Linked DNA regions of Delphinus delphis: region 1 is linked to region 2. The links are chromatin contacts, called in public Hi-C maps. All regions are on one chromosome and are shown on one strand. Each heading gives the region's core, a stretch centred on a gene start, on an enhancer-like site or on the middle of the called end of the contact. The rest is flanking DNA. Distances are from core to core; before and after follow the strand shown.

Region 1 (5,501 bases), core at 1,551-4,050, 570 kb before region 2:
GTCTCTGAAGCGGGGTGTTCATTCAGTGGGGTGTAGCGGGAGGGGGACCAAGAGGCAGGAGCGTTATGCAAGAAATAAGGTGGGAGAAAACCAGCCTGAAAGCTTCCTGCGCGCTAAAAGGCTGACTCTTACATGTTACGTTAGAGGCTGGGTTTCTTTCCAGCTGTGACTTGGCTGTGTATTGATTCAACCACTGGCTTATCCAGTTCTATGAGAAACCATCTCATCAAGTGTCACTTCTGCCTGGCACCAGTAGATGGGGCAGTGTCATAAAAAACAAGTGCAGTCTGCGGTCCTATGCAGTTTCTAAGCCGTTTCCGGCTGACTTTGCTGAGGTCTCTTCTGGAACTGCTCTGTGTCTCAAATCTGCACAGAGCGGGACTCACATGTCAGAGTGTTGACATTTGCCTAGAATTTCTCTGTCCTCCCCAGGTTGAAAACAGGCTTATTAAGAAGACAGCCCAGGAGCAGCTCTGTGGGCCTGTGCATCTGGGTCTGACACTCTGGCTCCACTGGAAAGCCTGGCCCGCCAGTGGAGTCCTCCCTGCTGCTGTGGTCCACTGGTTTCCCTGCCACCGCATGAAGCCCAAAGAGGTGCCTCTCGTGGAGGCTGAGACCAGCCTTAGCTCCCACCACTGGTCCCTTCTCTTCCTGCTCAAACACTTCTGGTCCCTGGACCTCTGAGTAATTTGGAAATGTTAACTGCTTGAATATGACGCCTGCTTTTGTAGAGTCTAGACTTCGAGATTATGGACCAGCTAAAGGTCACTTAGCACAGGTTAATTTGGTGGGTTTTTTATCGGAATTTTTTGTTGGGAGCACATACCATCTACTCCATTGCCACTGCAAGATATTCCAGAAATGGGAGCAGAAGAGGAATTAACCTCGGTTTAAATGGCTTCTTATAGTCCTAACCAGCTCATTCCAACACCGTACCTCCATTAACCCATCAGTGCAGCTGAGGAGTAAGGCATTAGAGCTTTGGTCTAATGACAGTCTGGGACCAGCCAGCCATGAAAATGCCATTCCTTCCCTCAGAGACTAGGAGGGCATGATCAGGAGACATCCTTGCTTGATCGGGAAATTTTCTTCTTTCATTGTCACAATTGTCAAATGCCATCCTCAACTACACATATGCACGCATTTTTATGTTCTATAATTTTGCTGTTCTCTATATCTGGAAAGCCCTTTAATTCTTCCCTCCGTGGCAAAATCCTGTCCATATTTCACACTTCACCACCTCCATGGAAGCTTTTCTGATTTTCCTAGTCACAAAGAACCTTTTCTTCCAGCTTCTCGGAGTACTTTGGGTCTTGTCTCAGGGCATTTAGTTCCCTCTGTCTTCTTGTTTACATGCATATGTCATTCATTCATTCAACAATTAAGTAGTGTCAGGCACTGGAGGGAGATAGGGTGCTCTCACAGAACTTACATTCCAGAAGAAGCCCAGAGGTGGGTGAAGTTTACATCCTTCATTGGACTGGGAGCTTCTTGGAGACAGGAATTAGGTCTGTTCCCAGCTCAGGGCCTGGTACCAAAAGGTACTCAGGAAAGTTAGTTAAATTGAAGCGCAGCGCCAGTGACTCTAGAAAATTGGGTTAGAGTTCAAAGAAAGGTTAAAAGTTAGTAAAGGTAGAGGGCCAGAGAATTTCCACGAGAAGTTACAGTTGTTTTGAAATCAGAACCTGGTATGGAAGCCAGAGACATCTACATCCCCAGTAGACTGGGCCTGGGGAGTGGGAGGGCCTACTCTCCTCCTCTGGGATGAGCTTGGGAGTTTGATGCAGGGTCACCTGCACATTCCAGCTAGAAGTGGTGTTGCTTTGACTGAGCAGACCGTAGAGGCAAGCCCGTTGTTTCGAGGGCCCAGAAATGAGTTACTAGCCAAGGGTCAAGCCGGCCAGATGATTAAAGTGACATTATCCAGCTGGCACAAGAGAAAAGAAAGATTAATGTTAATCATTCTCTGTGGAGGGTGGCCGGGCATTATTTGACACAAATAAAAAACATCATTTGATTTTCTACTAGGAATTCTCATCCATAATGTGACAATGATGTAATAAAACTGAATGACTGGCCTGCCAAATTATAAACTGAGTTCTAACCACACACAAGCATCACTTAGAAATTGAATATATCTCAGAAAACTGCTCCACTCTGAGGCCTGACAGAAGGAGGGGGCACTGCTGGGGGTCAGAAGCTGGAAGCACCTTATTTACCAAACACATACTATAGTGTTCACGCTAATCATCCCATTACCACTCATCTCTCTTTTCACTATCTGCTCTTTGCCTGTGGAGAAAGGGCTCCAAGATAGTGAAAGATAAGTCTCAGCGTTTTCTTTGCTCCTCTTTATTTTCTTTAATAGAATAAAATTTTGGAAAAAAAAAATTAAACAGCACCCAGTCAATTTCAGAAAACTATTACACACGGAAAGAATCACTATTTCCCCAACCTTTTTGTATTTTGTAGTGTAAATCCCACCCTCCACCACCTCCCCCAGAAGTTCCGATGGAGACACACATCAGTGAGTTGCAATTCAGGCTGGGAGTGGAGTGTCAGAATTCAAGTTGCTTTTCTTGCGGGGTAACCAAAGGTCTTGGCGATTTTTGTAGATAAATTCTACAGAATTTCTGCTGGTAAACTTGGGATTTAATTGCCAGGTTGGACAGTTCTCCCCTTTCCCTCAACCAATGGCTGCAACCAGGTCCCTTTAAGAGACCAGGAACCCGCCGGCCTTCCAAGCCCGAAACAGATCCTCTTCTCTGCTCCTCCCCTGTCCCCGCGCGGCGAATGGTTCGCGCCGGCCTATATTTACCCGAGATCTTCCTCCCAGACGGCAAGGATATGAGGCTGGCGAGGCAGCTACCGCTCGCGACACCGGAGGGGGCGCGCTGCAAAGGCGGGCGGCCGAGCCAGGGGATCCCGGGAGCGCAGTCGGACACCCTCCGGAGAGAAGAAATGAGGTAGCGACCATCCCCGGAGCCGACCATGCGCACGCCCCGCCCTCGGAGGCCGGCGCTGCCCTGGCGGAGCCAGCCCGGACAGTGAGCCGGCGAAGCCAGAGTCCCCGGCGTCCTGCGGGAGAGAAAATGCAGTGAGCCACGGCGGGACTGCTGCGCTGGGCCCGCCGCGGCCAGCAGGACCCACCATCTGAGCGCACTCGGGGCAAGCAGCTGATTCTGGGACCCGCTCAGCCGAGGGGCTCTCTGCCTACAGCACCCCTTGGGGGTGGGGAGCACCGACCCCTGGGCACACTCGCGGTTGAGTTTCCGCGGTTTCTGGCCCTAGCCCTGGGGATTGTGTGTGTGTGCGAGGGGGCCCCTTTTCACCTTCGCCGAGGAGTTCCTGCGTATTCTCGCACCATCCCGGCTGCTTTTGCTGCACGCACGCATCCCTTTTTTCTAAAGACATTTTCTGCTCCACTCTCGTGCTTTCTCTCATTTTGCTTGCCCAAGACTCTTTGCCCTGGTCCTGCCCAGGCTGGGGTAAATCTGTGTGCTCCTACCCACCCCCTCTCCTTGCAGTTAAATCCTCTTTAAAAAAATTCTACCCCTACCTCTTTCGGCGGGGTTCTCGAACATCTCCCCCGCCCCCACTCCCTCCGACTGGGCCACTCCCAGCAGAGTTTTATTTTTCGGTCTTGCCCCGGCCGGGCCCGGCCGGGGCGGGTGGCTCAGCCGGGCTCTCAATCGGCGCTCCGCCGCCGCCGCCCAGCTGCGCTGGGGCGCCCTCCGGAGATGCTGCCGTGGAAGAAGCACAAGTTCGAGCTGCTGGCCGAGGCGCCGCCACGGCAGGCGTCCAAACCCAAGGGCTACGCGGTGAGCCTGCACTACTCGGCGCTCAGCTCTCTGGCACGGGCGTGCCCCGAAGGCGCGCTCAGCCGGGTGGGCAGCATGTTCCGCTCCAAGCGCAAGAAGCTGCACATCACCAGCGAGGACCCAACTTACACCGTGCTCTACTTGGGCAATGCCACCACCATCCAGGCGCGCGGCGACGGCTGCACCGACCTAGCGGTGGGCAAGATCTGGAGCAAGAGCGAGGCGGGCCGTCAGGGCACCAAGATGAAGCTGACTGTGAGTGCGCAGGGTATCCGCATGGTGCACGCCGAGGAGCGTGCGCTGCGCCGCCCGGGCCACCTCTACCTGCTGCACCGCGTTACCTACTGCGTGGCGGACGCGCGACTGCCCAAGGTCTTCGCCTGGGTTTACCGGCACGAGCTCAAACACAAGGCGGTAATGCTGCGCTGCCACGCGGTGCTGGTGTCCAAGCCCGAGAAGGCGCAGGCCATGGCCCTGCTGCTCTACCAGACGTCAGCCAACGCTCTGGCGGAATTTAAACGGCTCAAGCGGCGGGACGACGCGCGTCACCAACAGCAGGAGCTGGTGGGCGCGCACACCATCCCGCTGGTGCCCCTGCGCAAGCTGCTCCTGCACGGACCCTGCTGCTACAAGCCGCCGGTGGAGCGCAGCCGCAGCGCGCCCAAGCTCGGCTCCATCACCGAGGATCTGCTCGGCGAACAGCAGGAGCAGGAGCTGCAGGAGGAAGAGAGAGGGGTGCACACGGAGGGCTGCCCGGAGGAGGAGGAGGGGGATGAGGAAGAGGACCGAGCCGGGGAGAGCGACCCGGCAGAGCAAGAGGCCGAGGCGCAGCGGGCGCTGGTGGTGGCCATGCACTTCGAATGCGGGGACTTGCTGGACACGCTGGAGAGTGGCCGCGAAGAGGTGCTGGGGGGCGGCGGGGTCTCGCCGGGCCCTGAGGCTGGGTCGCCGTCTCTGCTGCTGGGCAGCACCTCCGACATGAAGGCCGAGCTGTCCCAGCTTATTAATGATCTGGGAGAGCTCAGCTTCGGCAACGACGTGCGCAGCCTGCAGGCCGACTTGCGGGTGACGCGCCTGCTGTCGGGTGAGAGCACGGGTAGCGAGAGCTCCATCGAAGGAGGGGGCCCGGAAGCTACCACTACCACCGCCGGGGACCAGTCGGACCCCGCCGACTGCGCCAGACCAGACGAGCCCCACTCGGGCTGAGCTCCCAGCAATGTCCTGTGCGCGCCCCTGTTGCCGCATCGTGACACCCCACCCCCGTCTCTCCACCACTTGCTTACCTTCCCGACCCCCGCCCCCAAGAAAGGGGAAAGGGGACACTTGAGGCCCAGACCCTCCCCCACCCCCATACGTTTGGCTCTGTTTGAAGCAGGGCTCAGATTGCACGTGGAGATATGGGGGAGGGAAACCCTACAAGGAAGGGGAGAGAGGCAGCCCTCTGGGGTCTGGGGAGGGGAAGGGCAGCTGGTGTTAGCAAAGCCCCGCAGGCGTGAGGTGCCTGCTGGCCAGTTTCCTGTTTGTGGGCAGCTGGGGCCTGAGGAGGAGGGGTTAACTTCCTCCACAAGCCCCCAGCTGGGAGCGGCCTGGCGCTGTCACTGACATGTCATTAAAAAAAAAAAAAAAGGATTTGCTCTCAACGTTTGAGGCTTTAGTGCCACCTCCTTGCCCCCAGTCTTT
Region 2 (5,120 bases), core at 2,003-4,502:
TAAAATGAGGCAAACCTTTTAGGACTACATATTTAAAGAAAAAAATAAAACAAAAAGAGCACCTTTTGTCACAAACAGAAAACAGATTCACAAAAAATCATTCAAAAGAACAGGAGCAATTTTAGCTAGAACTGATAAACCCTTATCTGAACACAGCCATCTGGCTGAAAGCCCCCAGACCCTCGTTCCTCATGCCTCAGTAGGGGTGGTGTCAATTCCCTCAGGTCATCTGCAGCTGCCTCAGGCCTTGGGTGATGGCTAAGGCTGTCAGAACTGGGCCCAGCAGAGGGAAGGAGTCAAAGCATGAAACACGGACTCCAAGAAGGGAAGCTGGCCCTGAGACTGGACCTGCCCTGGACAAGTATTTCCGGTGCCCACTATGTGCCAGGCATAGGGGTGGGAGATAAGACGTCATAGAGTCTACAGCACCAGGGAGGTACACGAGGAAGAGGAAGATGTGCCTTTTGAATGGGGGTTCCTTGGACGGCTCCAAGGAGGGGATGGTATCCAAAGATGGGCAAGACTCGGCGACGCACACAGAAAGGGTATCCTGACAGTGGAATGACAGAAGCAGAGGCATGTAGGCTGGAAAGCACTGAGTTTGCAACAAGATACTGTGGCTGGAGCTCGAGAAGGGGACAGTAGAGCCCTAGCAAATGGAGGAGATAGGCCTGAGTTGTGATCTCTGACTCAGAAAGTGAAGAGACGACATGCCGGTCTTCAAGGCGGTGTCTGGAGAGCCGGTCAAATCCCAGCTCTGCCCAGACTGGCCCTATGATCAAGGGCCCTTGGTTTTCTCCCTTGGACTAGCACAGAATTTCTCAAACATTAAAGTCCCAAGGACCACCTGGAACAGGTTGCCAGGCCCTACTTCCAGAGACTGCAATTAGGGCAAATGCGATGGGCCCCAGGCTGAAAAACCCCAAGTCAGACAGTGGGTGTCAAGGGCCTGGCCAGCCACAAGCTCCAGGACCTGGATTCTTGGCCTCCTGTACCATGGAATCCAGGCCCAGGTACCTCTCCCTGACTACGGTGGGTGTTCCAGATGGGCTCATTTGTTCTGGGCAGAAGACAGACTTTTGATGCTATGGGGGGAAGCTGGAAAGGAGAGCTGTGGAGGGCTGCACACAGATTGTCCCCAAGTCTATGGACATTCCTGGGGGAAGGTGAAAACTAAGTAAAGAGTGGCCAAGGGCCCAGGAAGGAAGGAAGGACATTCTGGGTGAAAAGTATAGCTTATGTAAAGGCACATTCAGTACAGTTAAGATCTAAGGTGCACAGAGGGGGAGGACAAGAAGGTAGGCAGAAGAGGAGAGCCAGGGCCACAACACAGACAGCCTTACCAAGAAATTAGAACTTGATTCTGAAGACAACAAACAACAGACCCCTGAACCCTGCAGGATCCTGGCATCAGCTCCCCTTAGTCACTCATTGGGCACAAACACATGGAACACTACTCTTGCCTCACCGCCCATCCCCCCACCATCAGGCTCCATCCTTTAAGATCACCTACTATTTCTATCCCAAAATCAGACCTTGGATCCCCTCTGTGCAACTGTTAGGTCAAAACGAGGCAAGCAATTTAACTGAGACCATTAACTCTAAGTTAGGAATCCAATCTCTGACAAGCAGAGCCAGGAGGTGAAGCGAGATGATGGGGATGCAGGTGGGTCCAGCCTGGGACAAGGTGACTAGCTCTGCTCTCCCCAGATCTTATCTGTACCTCCTGGGAGGAACCCGGTGCTTCTCTAAATGGGTTCAGGACCCTTGAGGGTAGGGGAGAAGGGGGCACACAGAGGAGATGAGATGGTTCACACTGGCTGGGTTTGGGCTTGACGTTCCGACTGAAATACCTTAGAGAAATGAGCTATGAGAAATGTCACTGTAACCTGAACAATTCAAGCGGCCGAAGACCCTGTCCAGCAGACTCTGCACCAGAAGCATATTGGTACGTTCAAATGACCTGCTCCATCCTCAAAAGTAAAAGACTGAGGCGCTTCCCTGGTGGCACAGTGGTTAAGAAGCCGCCTGCCAATGAAGGAGACACGGGTTCAAGCCCTGGTCCGGGAAGATCCCACATGCCGCGGAGCAACTAAGCCCGTGAGCCACAACTACTGAAGCCCGCGCACCTGGAGCCCGTGTTCCCAACAAGAGAAGCCACCACAATGAGAAGCCTGCGCACCACAAGGAAGAGTAGCCCCCGCTCGCCGCAACCAGAGAAAAGCCCGCGCGCAGCAACGAAGACCCATCGCAGCCAAAAACAAAATAAACAAAATAAATTTATTTAAAAAAAAAGTCAAAGACTGAGAAGAATAAAAAGAGGGGCAGGCTCTGAAGGCACTGACTGCTGAATCCTGTAACGCTAGCAAAGACGGGGAGTGCCAATTCTCAAGGAGGCCGCAGTTAAAGGGGGAGACGCGGTCAGGGTAGTCGGCTAACAACGAGGCTCCCGGACACGCCCCCGGACGACGCCTCCAGCGTGCTGTGAATGCACACTTCAGCCAGGGGGATCGGGTTGAGAGGGTAGGCTTCTACTGGCGTTGGCAGTGGGCAGCGCAACGAAGACACCTCCCTCCTGACCCCTGGAGATTGGCCGGGCGCGCGCGCTGACCGAGCCACCCGCCCGGAACCTCCGGCTGAGGCCCCGCTCACCTTGCACTTGAAGCCGGCAGCGGGCGGTAGCAGCTCCCGCAGCAGGGCCTTGGCCACCTCGCGGCTGGTCTCCTCGCTCACGAAGTGCAGGTTAAGCACCTCGTGCGCCTCGAACTTAGCGAGGCGCAACAGGGAGCGGATCGCGACGCGGGCCTTGGCCTGCAGCGCGGCATTGTGTTCCGCCTTGGTGAACATCATCAGCAGGTGATAGTCCACCGGCCCGGCCCCGCCGCCCTCCAGGCTCTTGGCCTTAGCACCCGGGGCCGGCGCCACGGAGCCCTGCGCCAGCTCCGGCACCAGCGGCGAGGGCGCGGCGGGGGCTCCGGCGCGGGCCTCCTTCAGCCTCTTGGTGGCGCTGGAGAAGGTCTCCCGGCCGGAGCCGAGGTAGTAGAAGGCACAGACGGCAAGCGCCGCGGCCAGCAGCAGCGCGCAGTAGTGGGAGCGCACAGCGCCCAGACGCGCCATGGCCCGAGCGCATGGGGGCGCGCCTCGGAGGAGACCCATGCGCCACCCTCCCGCGGACAGGGCGGCCGGGGAGCCGCAGCGGAGAACAGTACCTCTACAGCTACTTAGTAGCCCCGGCGGCGGGCGGCAGCCATGGCGGAGGCGGAGCCGCGCTGCCAATCCGCGGGCGCTGATGCGCCGAGAGGCGGGGCCAGGACTGCCCGGCAGCCGCTGGGTCCTAGGCTCAGAAGGATTACATCGGGGATGCGCCGCGGGTCCGCAGGAGCCGCCCCAGAGTGGTCAGAGAAGCCGGTGAGGACTCGGGCATACAAGCCAGCTGGCTGTACCGTCCGTGAAAAATGGCCCTCTTAAGTGCCCAGCCCCAGACGCTAGAAACCGAAGCTAAGACTTCGGTAGCAAAAAGACTAAACTGGACTCACAAAGAAAAGTTTTCTCTATATACCTTTTCCACCCTAATTTCTTGAAGGCTTTAAGTCCTCTCCCCGACTCCTTTCACACCTTGGAGACTATCTGGGGCTAAAGAATTTAAACTAGCAACTCCCTCCCTATTCTCGGTGAAGTAGGATTGACACCCGAGGTGTAAATGGCCTGCTCACCTCACTTGGCACCTCTGAGGCGGACCAGAGGCAATCTAAAGGATACTTTTTTTTTTTTTTTAACTTTAACACTTTAAAAGAGGCTTAATATGTACCCGGTAGTTTTGCAAATTCTTAACTGAAGCATAACTGAGGTCACTTGCCCCGGGTCACACAGTGGCAGGTTTGGCAATATAGCTGGACACTGCCAACTACATAAAAACCCATTAACTTGAGTCTTCTGAGGACCAATGACACACTACAGTGTTTACGTAAACATGTACAAGTGGTCTGCATGCTTGAAAGAGGTGCAGGTGAAAACGCAGGCACAAATGCAATCACAAATTCTCTCACCCGTTTACTGTGCCATGCCATTATTTCTCAAAGTGTGGTCCCCAGAACCACAATTTATCTCGTTTTTAACTCTTCTTCTTTTCAGTTGGAGCAACACTTCTCTGAAAAACCTTGGACCTCTAAAGAATGCTTAGCAACATGTTCAATACATGCTACTCACCTTGGGGGGGGGTGGGGAACAATGGCAGAATTATCTCACTTTAGTAACACGTATTACTTTAGTTCATTTAATCCACACAGCTGTAAGAGGTAGAGGTATTATTTGCTTATTTGCACTTTACAATTGAGGAAATTGAGATTTAGAGAAGTGAACTGCCCAAATCTAGTTGGCTAGTAAATAATGGATCCCCGCTCAAGCCATACCACTTCCAAAGCCCAAACTTCCAGCCAAGATTAGCACTGAAAGTGATAACTCAGACTTCGAGTTGTGTGTATTTTACCACAAGCTTCAGCAGATGACATTGTGGTTAAGAGAGCTGGATTTGGGCATGTGCGGGGGGAAGCAAGATGGCAGAGTAGGAAGACCCTGAGCACAGCTGCTCCCACAGGCACCAGAGAGCTGGATTAACAGCTAACTAGGAGTCGTTAGACTTCAAGGGAGGTAATCGCTCTGAGCTGCAATCATACCCCTATGTAACATGGGGCTAATATTAGTACTTATGCCTCATAGGGTTATGAGAGATAATAGATAAAAAGCAGTTGGAATAGTGTCTGACACTTAGTAAACAATAAATATAAACTATGCTAGAAACACCAAACTCTAAAACAAAGTCTAAATATCCAACAAGTACAAAATACAGTTTAGCAACCATAGCTTTTCTAGAGTGTTTACAAATTCTAAACCCCAAATATCCATTAAGACTTTATTACATGTACCACAGAATCTCCACCACTGTGTGCTACCATTGTATTATTACATTCTAATTATTGTTCATTAATAAGGGGGAAATAATGCTGGAATTGTACCTTTTAGTCCACCCACCTACACAATCAATAAGGTGGATTTTTCCTCTGCCATTTATTCTGGAATTTATTCAACAAATATATTTTTTCAGACCTTTATAAGATCACTAC

What was found. A called contact is a pair of places that touch in the nucleus more often than the background predicts.
Region 1: a Hi-C map of lung shows a contact between it and region 2, with 3 times the contacts expected there. The contact joins the promoter of FAM43A here to the promoter of XXYLT1 in region 2. A contact is called at or near these places in 2 of 3 Hi-C or Micro-C datasets (lung and muscle).

The regions. Positions count from the first base shown.
Region 1 is chr4:73,874,942-73,880,442 of mDelDel1.2, reverse strand. It overlaps FAM43A (family with sequence similarity 43 member A), which reads left to right and starts at 2,800. Exons shown (of 2, transcript XM_060010914.1): 1 at 2,800-5,501. The coding sequence starts at 3,741. The coding sequence ends at 5,027.
Region 2 is chr4:73,307,885-73,313,004 of mDelDel1.2, reverse strand. It overlaps XXYLT1 (xyloside xylosyltransferase 1), which reads right to left and starts at 3,252. Exons shown (of 4, transcript XM_060010913.1): 1 at 2,653-3,252. The coding sequence starts at 3,156. It also overlaps the pseudogene LOC132424408.